Linked DNA regions of Rattus norvegicus: region 2 is linked to region 1. A link is a contact called in public Hi-C data. All regions are on one chromosome and are shown on one strand. The core of a region is the stretch at or near the end of the contact, and the rest is flanking DNA. Distances in the headings are between cores, read along the strand shown.

Region 1 (6,651 bases), core at 2,216-4,715:
GACTTGTGGATGTGAAGCACCTGTTCTACAACTGGACAGAATCTCCAGCGGCCCTGTGTAGCACCGGGCCTAGCGGGCTATAGGTCGCAGTCATAGTGCAGGCTCGTGGCTGGGCTGGGCTCGGGAGGAGGGCACTTGCCTCACAAAGGTGAAGGGCTGCATTCACTCCCTAGGACTGGCAAACGTCTAAAGACAGTGTGAGCCCAGGTACCGTGACACATGCCTTTGATCCCAGCATAGGGCTAGAGGCACCTTTGTGAGTTTGAGGCCAGTTTGGTCTGCACAGAGTTCCAACCTGGCCAGGGTTGGAACATGAGACTCTGTCTTTTAAAAAAACTGCCTTCAGGGGATGTGTGGTATATGTGAACATAAATGTGTCATATTCAGACATGGTTCCCATTCCTATCTCGTTTTGTACATGAGCAAACATCTAAAAATCTGAAGAAAAAAAAAATCCAAACTTTGAGACGCTTCCGGTCCTAAGCACTTTGGTTTCGACTAAGCTAGCATTATCTTTTTCTTCCAGCCCCATAACCGGGTGGAATCAATGTGTACCAAACAATTAAGGAAGTTCAATCGTCCACTGGCAAGCTCCTTCCTTCTTTTGTAGGAGCTGATCACATGGCAATAAATTCGAAAGCTGGTTTCGAATAGTCATGTTTTTCCTAGAAATGCCGGAAGACTTAGGAGAAGCAGCGAGCCTTGAGAGAGAAACGGTGTCCAGTGAGGGTGGGAACCGTGAGCCTTCCTGATGTGAAGAGCCAGTCAGGATGAGGAGGAAAGGACTGTGTCTGCTGATGGGCGTGGCGGGGCCCTCCATAGCACGGGGACACCAACCCAGCCCTTGGAGCAACCACGCCAGGAAAGCGGTGGGCTGCACGCGTTTCACGGAAACCGTGAGGTGGCTTCCGTTCTGCCCAATAAATTCCCCTTTCCTCTGGGCTTCCATGAGTTAGAAGAAAAAACCCAGGCAGCCCGACAGCCTTCCACTCAACTGGACCCATTCCTGCAGGACTCACGTTCGATTTCTGCCATTAGTTTTGGCTTATTAACGCACCGTGACTGATGGATGAGGCTTACATTATCCATCAGCCCCAAAGCTTCTTACGTGGGTGCAGTTGATCATTTGGACTGCAGATCTCCCTGTCCTTTACCTGCTATCGAGCTCAAGGCGCACAAACACAGTCTTCATCCCATAGAGGATTACATAGCCAGGCAGTCTGGATAACGAAGAGTATGCTTCCCACGACAGGCTGAGACCCAGACAAACGGGAAGGGACTTCGTGTGATACTGCACATCTGGGATCTCAGCTCTTGGGAAGTAGAGGCAGGAGGGTCAGGAGTTCAAGGCCAGCTTGGGATACAAAGTGAGTTCCAGGCCAGCTTGGTGTACATAGTGAGTTTAAGGCCAGATACACAGTGAGTTCGAAGGCAGCTTGGGATACATGAGACTCTGTCCAGGAAAAAAAAAAAAAAAAAAAAAAAAAAGGGAAGAATTGGGGAAGGAGGGAGGGGGAGGGAAGGAAAGGGAAATAGAGTAAAAGCTGTTTGAGGCTGAAGACGTAGTTCAGTGTAGAAGTGCGTCCTGGATGTGCAAACCCAGCGCACAAGAGAGAAGACGGGGAGAGACAGTGAAGGAGCACAAGACAAAGTGAGCATGCTCAAGAACGAGAGACTCCGAGGGGAGAATGCTGTACTGAGTGGAGAGGATTTTACAGGACGGATGCTTCACCAATGACTCAGGTCCCAGAAAACACCTGGGTAATGGCTGCATTCAATACCCTGATGCTGGCGGTGGCTACAGGGTGCACTCAACTGTAAAAACTCAAGGAGGCCACCCCTGAATGGGTGCGTTTTATCTTAGGTGAACTATACCTTAATGAAGTTGGGCTGAAAGTCTATTAATCCGGGACCTAACTATTCAGGTTGGGGCAAGTCAGCTCCATTAACTTCTTTCCTTTGGTTTAAACGGCCTGCATCATAGCTGCCCCATTAATTCTTATAGAACATAAAACTTTTAAAAAAAATGCCAATGACGTTCAGGTAAGTCTGCTTTTCTAGTTTTCATGAGGTGTGACAGTTTACTGGCCTGAAAAGGTAGCCTAATAAATCTTATCTGTGGCTCTTAAAAGCGGACATCATCAGTTGAGGGTATGGTTCGCTGTACCTTATATCCTATACTATAGGGAGGAGGAAGAGGAGGAGGGAGAAGAAGAAGAAGAAGAAGAAGAAGAAGAAGAAGAAGAAGAAGAAGAAGAAGAAGAAGAAGAAGAAGAAGAAGAAGAAGAAGTAGTAGTAGTAATAGTAGTAGTTAAGTAAGCCATTGGGGTAAAATAAAAGGAAAGCAAATGTATAAAAACTATGGAAGTGTCCATTATAAGAAATAAAATATGTGGGGCTGGGGATTTAGCTCAGTGGTAGAGCGCTTACCTAGGAAGCACAAGGCCCTGGGTTCGGTCCCCAGCTCCAAAAAAAAAAGAACCAAAAAAAAAAAAAAAAAGAAATAAAATATGCATGTTGGGGTGGGGGGTGGGGGGTCCACAGAGATACTGCCATGCTGCTTTCTCGAAGGGGAAGAATCATTTTCAGGAACTCTTCGGAAGTAAATAGAAGCAGGCAGATGACACTCTAGGCAAATTTTGCATGCACGTTGGTACATAGGGGACACTGTCATCTGTACAGCTCCAGATCTGGCTCTATTTAATCCCATCTAAGTGTCCTTTAGAGGACACTTTCTAGGAAAGTACAGGGATAGCCACTGAGGCTCGTGCACCCTCAGCGAAAGGCTACGGGCTTTCCTGGGATCCTTGACTAACTTCCTCTTAACACTTGCTGTGTCAGATCTTTCTAAGTCATGCCGATTCTTCAGCTAGGTAAACAAACAAACAACTTGGTGACAAAGAAATGTCACATTCATCACACCGCGTGGTACACTATGCGTGGTACACTGTGACGACCCCGCCCTTGGGAGGCTGAGGAAGGAGAGTTTGAGATTTGAGAAGAGTGTGGGCAATTTAGTGAGACTCTGTTTAATGTTAGAAATCAATCGATAAATAGGAAGGACTCACAAGCAGGGTGTTTCTGTAGCACCCACCAGCTCTATGTTCAGTCCCTGGTATTGAAAATGAAAGGAGGACCAGGGAGGAGGAGGAGAGGGAGGGGAGGAAGACATGTGTCCACTGAGGCCAGGCGCACAAGCCCTCTGAAACTGGACTTCAAATATGAAAATAATGTGGGAAGACTAGAGCTCTTGTCCCTTGTCACGTTCTCCAAAAGGCCATCTGCACAGCCAGCACTCAGCCATTATTCAGAGAACCCAGACTTCTGGTTCCTGGTCTTTACAAAATCTCGCATAGCTTTCACTGAGTCAAAAGTTCCATTCTCTTTTTAGCAGCAGGAAAGGGGGGAAAATATTACAAGTGACTCAAAACAAAGCTATCCGAGTGTGCATCGTTAGCGGGCGTTTCCAGGGCAACCCCAAGATGCCTGCAATGCCAACTCCCGTGACTGACCCGGCATGGAGCTCGGTTGGCCCTGGCCATTTACTTTAGACTCACCGTTATAATAACAGAGACGTTCACTTTAGCACTAATCTAAAGTAATGTAATAACACAAACTTGACAAATTATAAGGGATCGATCTGAACCCAGAGAAGCAGCAGATTAGGGCACCTGTTGCCAAGTCTGGCATCCATGTTCAATCCCTGGGATGCAGGTGGTGCACACTGTCCTCTGACCTCCACAGGTGTGCCATGGTATGTAAGCACCTTCCGCCAAACACACACACACACACACACACACACAAACACACACACAAACATACATACACATATACACACCCACACACAAACACACACACAAACATACATACACATATACACACACACAAACACACACACAAACACAAACATACATACACATATACACACACACAAACACACACACAAACATACATACACATATACACACCCACACACAAACACACACACAAACATACATACACATATACACACACACAAACACACACACAAACACACACACACAAACATACATACACATATACACACACACACAAACATACATACACACACACACACACACGAAAATTAATTAATGTAGTTTAGTACTGGGTTAAAAATTGTACCTACATAGGTGGAAAAACAGAGGTGAGGCTAAAATGAAATCCATCATTGTTAACTCGTGAAAATTATGTGTAATTTTTTTCATTTCCTCTAAGGTGGCCCCACACTACAACCCGGGTATATGTGGGAAATGGCCTGGTATGTCCATTTAGAGTTTGTTTCTTGTTTTGCTTTCTCCCCACTAAAAGGATCTATTTTTCGAAACGGTTAAGTATTCAGGATTGTGGAACATGTTTCTGACAGTGAGCAGATCCGAAAGTTCTGAGGACTAGCTAAAAGAACACAGTTAAGAAGACACTCAAGCCGGGCACAGTAAGGTACACTTGGGAGGGGGATCAGGAGCTTGACATTATTAGTCTTGGCTGTATAGTGAGTTCAAGGCCAGCCTGGGCTATATGAGAATCTGTCTCAAAACTGAAGAGAAGAGGGGAGGGAGGGAAGGGGGAAGAGGGAGAGGAGGAGGAAGGAGGAGAAGAAGGAAAGAGGAGAAAGTGACAAAAGATGGAGGTCAGGAAGAAGGGGAAGAAAGAAAGGACAAGACAAAGAGAGTCTTGTGGGCCAAGAATGACCATCTGCGCATACACCGAGAGAGAGAGAGAGAGAGAGAGAGAGACAGACAGACAGACAGACAGACAGACAGACAGACAGACTGAGAGAGAGGAGAGGGTGACTAGTAAGCAGAGCATCTGTGACATCTAACTAAACACATGACATGCCTGGGGTTTCCACATGGACCAGACGCAGTCACCTGAATGCATCCTCCTACCTTCTTAATTATGAGAGGTAATTTCAAGGAATCTTTGTTCTCTTCATTCCACTACTTGTGTAATCCCTCTGTCACAGGGCTCCGACTCCAATGTAGAGTAAGTCACTAAAACAGCTGCCACTGAGTGCTCTCATCTAGCTGACTTGAAGTTGCAGGTGACAGCACACGGAGTGGAAGCAGCCTATCCAAGGTCACCCAGCTTCAGCAAGGTCAAGTACTGAGAGCCTCACCTCAGTGGTCCAGTTTCTGGCTGTGTTCCTAACACTAAAGGGCAACAGAAAACTCTGAACAGTCAACCAGGACATAGCCTGGCTCGGCAAATGCTGGGCTCCCTGTGGTAGGAATACTTTCTCAGAAGCAAGGGAGTCTGAAGGGGAAAGTTTGTAGAAAGGAAGACGCTAACACAGGAGTGAGAGAAAACGTCAAGACGGAACCGTGCTCAGACTAAACCTCCGGCACAGAGTACCTAGACGCTGTACCCCTAGCAACCATTTCCAGAGATTTAGGAAAGGAGTTATGCATCCCAGTGGTATAAATTACTGCACACCGGCCATGAAATGCATTACACTGTTGACAGCCTGATGAGCAAACCATACTTCATCTCTAACCTACATTCTGTAAGTTTTCTTTTTTTTTTTTTTTTTTTTTTTTGGTTCTTTTTTTCGGAGCTGGGGACCGAACCCAGGGCCTTGCGCTTCCTAGGTAAGCGCTCTACCACTGAGCTAAGTCCCCAGCCCCACTGTAAGTTTTCAAAGGTGAACAGCTGCCGTGTGTATAGTGAGATTAAACAACATTAAAAACAAAGAAGTTGCTTGAGCTAAGAAAGAAAAAGGAAAGGAAAGGAAAGGAAGAAAGACAGACCTGGGGCCATTCCTTTCCCCTGTATAAGGCAGGTGTTAGATATGAACACCTGAAAAGCTTCATGCATCATTAGGATTAAGCATCATAATAATAATAATAATAATAATAATAACAATAACAATAACAATAACTATAACAGACTGGAGTCATGGTTTAGAAAGAGACAATGTAGTAGCATGCATGAAGCTATGGTTTGACTTCCAACCTTACAAACAACAACAACAACAACAACAACAACAACAACAACAACAACAACAACAACAACAGAACTAGAACCATTTCATCTACAGCCGGCCGGCTTGGAATAAGAGAAGACAGAGAGAACCCAACTCAGTCACCCAGAAAGAATGGGAAACCAAATTTGTCTCAGGCAGAGAGAAACAAGGAAAAACATTGTAACAAACACTGAAGATCCCAAGAGCCAAGACCCCTGCTTAGTCTCCAAGGTCACACCAGCATCCAGGCTGCCACGGGCCACTATTTCCCAGGAACTTTTAGTACTCAGTGTGGTTTCCTGCCCTCAATTGGCCAGCCACAGTCGTCTGTCCCCCTGCTGTGACTTTCAGCCATGGGACTAAGCTCACGGTTGTATCACCAGCAACTTTCTGTCAAGGAGCTGGTAAATGAAATGTAGAGTTTGCATAAGCAACTTTGTAAAGCATTGATAAAGACAAAGGCCTTTCTTAAAACCACAACTATGACCAGATTCTAAGTTATCCCTGCAGCTTGCCATTCTCAGGGGACTTCTATGCCAATGTACACTCTTGGACCACATGTTGAGAATTTTCCTCAACGCTGAGCATGCCGGGGGGAGTGACCAGTTGAGGAACAGCACTGGTCCCCGTGCTCTACACAGGAACATAGAGATTTGACAAGCTTGCTT
Region 2 (6,376 bases), core at 2,391-4,890, 70 kb before region 1:
CCAACTCTGCATGATATTTCATATTCAAATATTAAAAAGTTCAGCTAGATGGCAGCAGTGAGAGAGCTCATAGCCCAGCAGGTAACAGAGCGCTTCACCACCTGAAGACTCCTCCTTGTCCCCTGCAACCTACAGGGTGGGAAGGAGGAACCGATGCCCTTACAGGTTGCCCTCTGACCTCCACATGCAATATAATACACACACTATATAATAAAAATAAAAACTTTTTTTGAGCCAGATAACCTTGGCTGTCACAGAACTCACTCTGTAGACCAGGCTGGCCTTGAACTCAGAGATCTGCCTGCCTCTGCCTCCCGAGTGCCAGAATTAAAGGCATGGGCCACCACTGCCCAGCCTTAAAAGCAAAATGTGTAATGCCCAAATCCTTTCTCTTTCCTTTACAGTTTTTTGTTCACAGTTTTCACACCTGGATCTCAGAGGAGTTTGCGCACATTTTCTTTGAGTCATGTGTGCTGCCTCTCACCGGCTGTGGGGCTCTGGGAAGACCCCATGGATGTCAGGACGGTCACAGAGGCACCAGCCACGGTGCCTCACGAGCACAAAGCCTGGGATGATTCTTTAGTCATTATCTACAGTGAGCATCGTCTTGTCATTAGTTTGGTGCAAAGAGAAGGAAGCTAATCAGCCACCATTCATTCCTCCTGTCTTTGTGAGAGCTCTGGGCAGCTTCCTAGTTTTAAGAATGAGAGTGAAAAGGATAAGACAGCGGACAGCACTCCTGAGAAAGGAGTCATCTGTTGCCAGGTTTTTTCCTAGCTCTCTTGGTGGAGAGAGAGAGAGAGAGGCACAGCGTGCTAAGGCATAGAACCCAGAATAGGCAAACTAGTTCCCACTCCTTTGCAACATTAGGATAGAATGTTTCAGAGGGAAAGAACACACTACAAAGAACAGCGTCAGTAAAATGGCAAACGGACCAATTCTATGGGCTTCTCGCTATTTTCCCACCTCGAGGCTCTGTGAACACATGAGCCCCGGGCTGCAGTTGCACTGAACCAATTCTTTTGTTCAGCCAACATCAGGGAACCGCCATTACAGGAAGAACAGCTGTGAACATAGCCAAGATCCAAACGGTTAACCAAATCTTCAAAGTGCACTGTGGATCATACTGTGGGCCCTGCCCCCATCAACAGCAGCGTACCCTACAGGCAGAGCAGGGATGGCTTCACTTCTTCACTCTGCCTTAGAACCCTGGACATCCCGAAGACCCACACGAAGACCCATGGTTGGCCCAGATAATGAAGGCCGTTCTTTTCCCTCTGTGGTACTGGGGACTTACGTGCTAGGTCAGTGCTCAAACCACTGAGCTCCATCCCCAGATGCGAGGCCTTTTCATTTTTAAGAAAACGTTCTGCGTTGTTCACTTCCATGTTTTTTAAAAGCTAACAGCCTTTCCCAGCATAGGAAAGAATGACTTATCCACTGCTTTTGAACCTTGGCTCATTAAAAAAAAAAAAAAAAAACAAAAAAAAACCAAAAAAAAAAAAAAAAAAAAAAAAAACCCAAAAACCAGCAGCTGTTTAAGCTGCCTGGTGGGAACTAGGGAATTCAGATCTCATAAAACATGCAATGTCCCCACCCTGACCGCTTCCCAATTACTGTACAGTTTACACTCAAGCAGAAGGAAGTGCTGTTTGCCTAGGCAAAAGCCTACAGGGAAGTTCAGAAGTCCTGTGGGAAACAGGAGGACCTCTGGGTATTTGTCCCCAACCCAGACAAACCAAGCAAAGCCAGGACACTGCCAAACCCAAGAGGCCTGTGGCTCCTGAACAGAACCAGTGTCGGGGGCATCTGTGGAGACGTCAGCTGCACACGCCCGCTGTGGTGAGTCCACGGGACACGCCGCATCTGACCTCACTGTTAATAAGCATGGCCAAGACGCCAATTTCCTTCAGGGTTTCTAATGGCATCTCCTATGACCATGTAGACAAGTCGTAAAACATGGGCATGTCCGGTGAGACCTGTAACACGATGTCAGAGCAGTAACAGGAGCTCCTGCGTGGGCTTTCTGCAAGCTGAGTCACGGTCTGAGTCACCCAACACTGAGTCACGTACGATACGGATCTTTGAGACACCAACACCACCGGGTCTCCCTGTGTGGGCATCGCCTGACCCCTTGGGAGCAGCAGTAATGGCTTCCCAGTCACCATGCCAGGTCTTTACAATTCAGGGTCCTGAGAGCAAAGCACTTAAGGAAGACAGCCTGGGACAAGGGAAAAGACAATGGTATAAGTCCTGTGGCCAACATCCACCTACTGAACAGGCATGACGGGCTGAGGCCTAGAAAGCAAGAGAACAAAGAGAGAGAGGATATGGTCTGTGTTGTTCATAATCCACATTTAAAAAAGCATCACGGCTGACACATCAGAGTGGATAAAACTCTTAAGCAGGGTGCAGCCCAGTACAGACCTACACTGAATAGTCTTCTACATGGGAGAGTATAGTACCTAAGCTTGGGACAGTGCTATGGCTTAGGTCTTTCATGTCCCCAAAGCCCCACAAGGTAACGACTGCTGTCCGGGCGTAGCACTAGTGGGAGTTAGTGGAATCTTTAGAAGGTGGGAGCCTAAGTGTGTGGGGGGCTCCTTGGATTACTGGGGGTTTGCAGGAAGAGGATTTGGCCAGGCACTTTTTTTTTCTTTTTCTTTTTTCGGAGCTGGGGACCGAACCCAGGGCCTTGTGCTTGCTAGGCAAGCGCTCTACCACTGAGCTAAATCACCAACCCCAGGAAGAGGATTTGGAACCCCAGTTTCTCCCTCTTTACTTCTTGGCCTTGAGGTTAAAGGTTTTATTCCGCCTTACAGGCCAATCATTATATGTGGTCTTTTTTTTTTTTTTTTCTCTCAATACCAAAACAACGGGGCCAGTCAGCCATGAATTGGGGTCTCCAAAGGTTTTCTGTGTAAGTTTTGATCACAGATTCCCTATAGCTGTGGAAGCTAACCATAAAAACACAACCCAAGGTCGAATTGATCTCTTAAGCCCCTTCCTTTTCTTCCTCTCTTTTTCCTCTGGAGTTGGGGTGGCGGGAGCCGGGCTGTGTGTGTGTGTGTGTGTGTGTGTGTGTGTGTGTGCTGCACTTCCTGGGCCTGGTTCTTTATGAAGGTGCCTTCTCCTCTACACAGGGCTGACAGCCACAGTAATTTTGATGACTCTGGACTTGGCCCAGCTCCAAATCAGAGCACCTGGAGAGTACAAGAACGGACAGGTCTTGCTTGCATACCTCGAAGGGAGAAGAAGGCCTTATTTGGATGAGGTTTAAGCAAATTCCTTCCTCAAAGGCCTTTGGTGTGGGGAGTACAGCTCACAAAACTTCTCACATCCAGAGACTTTGGGCCATATTTAAGTTGAAGGAACCCAAGCTCTAGTTCAGATAAAGGAACAAAAACTTTAAGCCTTGACCCGGAGGTGCGAAATTTAATTTTCAATCAACTTCAGAAGTTTACCATGAAGGGAGCTGGTAAAGAGAACTTGAGAAACTGGGCCAGGAAGTGAAAGTAAACCTCAGGCCATTTTTCCACGGTGGCGTCCAAGTGCTATCAGAATTGCAGTCCAGGGGAGTGCCACTTGTACCATAGCAGGGAGTGACTCACCCAGACAATGTTTCCAGCCTGGGGACTCTGCTAGGGCTGGCAGGAGCTGGTTCTTTTTGTTGTTATGGCTGCATAAAGTGGCTGACTCAGAGGGAAGGGGGCAAGGAGAAGAGAAAGCAAGCTCGACGGGGAAGCCTGTCTCCACGTGAGCGGCTACTGCCTAAGAAGCGTCCCTGGGCTCTGACAGCGCTATACAGTGACTCTCTCCAGTGAGGTAGCAGACCCAAGCTTCTGGCCCTTCTAGAACTCCTGGCTATGGTGGTCTTGGGGAAACGTGCAAACAGCTCAACCAAGCACATGGGCTCAGGAGTTTGGACAGCATCTGTCTAGAGGGAAGAATTGAGCACTAACACTCCCAGCTCAACTCCAGACCAGGGCTTCTAACAGAAACACTCTAGGGCTCAGGGAGATGAGTCCTGTCCAGGACAGGAGTCGAATCCATACATCATCTATAGAATGTGTCACCATTTTTGTTTTGATTTACATTGGTCAACGCTTTCACCTCTAAAGGGTAACCTCTCTCTCTATATATATATTTTTTAAATCTATGAAATGCAGACAATAGCGTTCCTATCTAACTCTGTTCTGGTCATTATAGTTGCCCTCTAGCACCGTGCTGGGAAGGACTGCAGCATACGGACTATATTTACACCGCGGTTACTGTTATCTGCCCCTCTGAACACAGCTAGGTCAAACTGTGTTTCTGGGTCAGAAAAAGGAAACACAAAAAAGGCAGGGTGGGGTAGGATTTAAAAGGGTTATCTGGAGGCAGGGCTGTGGTTCAGTCAGAGCAGTGTGTGTCTGGTGTGCATGACGCCCTAGGTCCCAGCTCCAGTCAGGGGAACCCTGTCATGGTGGTGTACGGCTTTAATCCAGCAGTTGGGAGGTGGGAGCAGGATGGGTCAAAGTTTAAGGTCATCTCCAGCCCCAAACAGCATGCTTGAAGTCAGCCTGGGATACACGAAACCCTGTCCCCAAGTTAAAAAGGGACCTGGGGGCGGGGTAGACACCGGAGGTAAGAAAAAGACACACGTCTAATAAACATATGCTCTAAGATTAAATACACAAATATATCTACTTTAGAGTTCATAGGATTAACTTGATCGTTCATATTTTGGGCATCTTTACCAACTATATTTTCCTGAATCAAACTGCTCCCTCCTATCCAGTTCTTGAGATTCATAAACATTAATGACCCGAACTGATACAGGCCCGCTGCAGGCGAGAGCCCTGATGCTTCTGCTGGCTGAGGAAAGTTTTAGAAGGGTCAGTTGTATTGGGTTCCAAGCTGGTTTATGTCAAACGGATGTCTTTGTGATTATATACTTTAATTAAACAAATGCAAAAAGAGACTTTCTGGACCATCGAGATAGCTCAGCAGACAAAGGGGCTTGCTGCAAAAGCCCAGCAACCTGAGTCCCACTTAGTGGAAGGGGAGACCTGACTCCAGCAAGCTGTCTTCTGATATACATGTCCCCCTCCCTCCCTCCCTCTCCTCCTCTTTATTTTTAATAAAAAAAATTCTTTAATAAAAAGGATTCCTGATTTCAAGGAGACTTAGGACACTCGGGAACTTGACGAAGTGGAGTCACCAGAACGGTCACGTGTGTGAGACAATTTGTAAAGTACCATAAAGGAAGAGAGAGAGAGAGAGAGAGAGAGAGAGAGAGAGAGAGAGAGAGGGAGGGAGGAAGGGAGAGAGAGAGAGAGAGAGAGAGAGAGAGAGAGAGAGAGAGAGAGAATATCAATCCTGCAAAGGGTTTGAGCCGAGTTTTCCATTTGGTCAGTGGCTCTCAGAACAGCAGGCATCGTGTACAATATGGGCCGACCTTAATGATGTCTGAACAGCCAGCGTCGGTGCTCCTGCTGACTCCATGAAGAACCGTTACAGCTTTACGGAATGACTAATAACTATCAGCTATTTCCTGGATGCACAGAACTTGCTAAGAGTCTCGATTCATCCTCAGATTCCTGATAATGAAATAATGGTATGATAACCTACTGATTGAACCCAAGAAACTCAACCCCAAGAGCCCAGGCCTTCTCCAAGTAGCTACTAAGAACACACTTCAACAGTCAAATCCTTACGCCTAAATACATTAAAACCTACTCATATCGCACCATGCTGCCGACAATCCGGTTCTAACTTGGCAGTCAGTAGTTTTTAGAATGTTAATTTTGATGCACACAGGCTCCGTTGTCTCGCTTCCCTTAAGCAATGTGAAATTAAACATTTCCACCTCTGGCCACGGAACGCCTCCCCCTCCTCCCAAGATGGGAACAGAATCAAACATGGCCATTCAGCTCTGCCCTGCAGCTCAGCCCTCGGCCTGGAGGTGCGTCGGTATCCTCACACCGCATGAGCCACAGGAGAAGATCGGGAGTCAGCAGTAAATCTCTTCTTCCAGATTGTGGGGTACCCACAAATGCCCAAGAACACATGGTTTCAGTAAATTTGAGCAAAACACCATATGGCAAGAAACATTACATAATTAATAGGCCAATGTTCAGAATTTCCCAGGTTAAGGAATATTATCCATACTGACCCCCACATATACCACCATCGGAATGCTAGCCTTCCTTTCCTTTAAAAAAACACTTGTTCTTATTATTTTTTTTTTTTTTTTACACGGGACACGGGACGCCTCGAACCCGGCACCGGGCTGCGGCCCGCCAACGGGCGGGACAAGCCAGGCGCTCGGCCGGGAACGCCCAGAGGGGGCTCTCGACACGCCCCCCTGACCGCCGCCTCGGGAAGGGCCGGC

What was found. Hi-C and Micro-C count contacts between places; a contact is called where the count stands out from the background.
Region 2: a Hi-C map of hepatocytes shows a contact between it and region 1, with 2.5 times the contacts expected there. The contact joins two enhancer-like sites. A contact is called at or near these places in 6 of 12 Hi-C or Micro-C datasets (the A7r5 cell line, the Rat2 cell line, hepatocytes and 2 more).

Annotation. Positions count from the first base shown.
Region 1 is chr17:17,990,940-17,997,590 of GRCr8, reverse strand. All of the region lies in intron 1 of Kif13a (kinesin family member 13A), which reads right to left. Among named protein-coding and RNA genes, the nearest start is that of Kif13a, 21 kb to the right of the region's middle. Within about 2 kb of position 3,465, at least 33 of the 93 cell types and tissues checked have an H3K27ac peak or open chromatin away from gene starts, as enhancers often do. A contact at or near this core is called in the A7r5 cell line, where this site is marked.
Region 2 is chr17:18,061,240-18,067,615 of GRCr8, reverse strand. All of the region lies in intron 2 of Kif13a (kinesin family member 13A), which reads right to left. Among named protein-coding and RNA genes, the nearest start is that of Kif13a, 92 kb to the right of the region's middle. Within about 2 kb of position 3,640, at least 44 of the 93 cell types and tissues checked have an H3K27ac peak or open chromatin away from gene starts, as enhancers often do. A contact at or near this core is called in the A7r5 cell line, where this site is marked.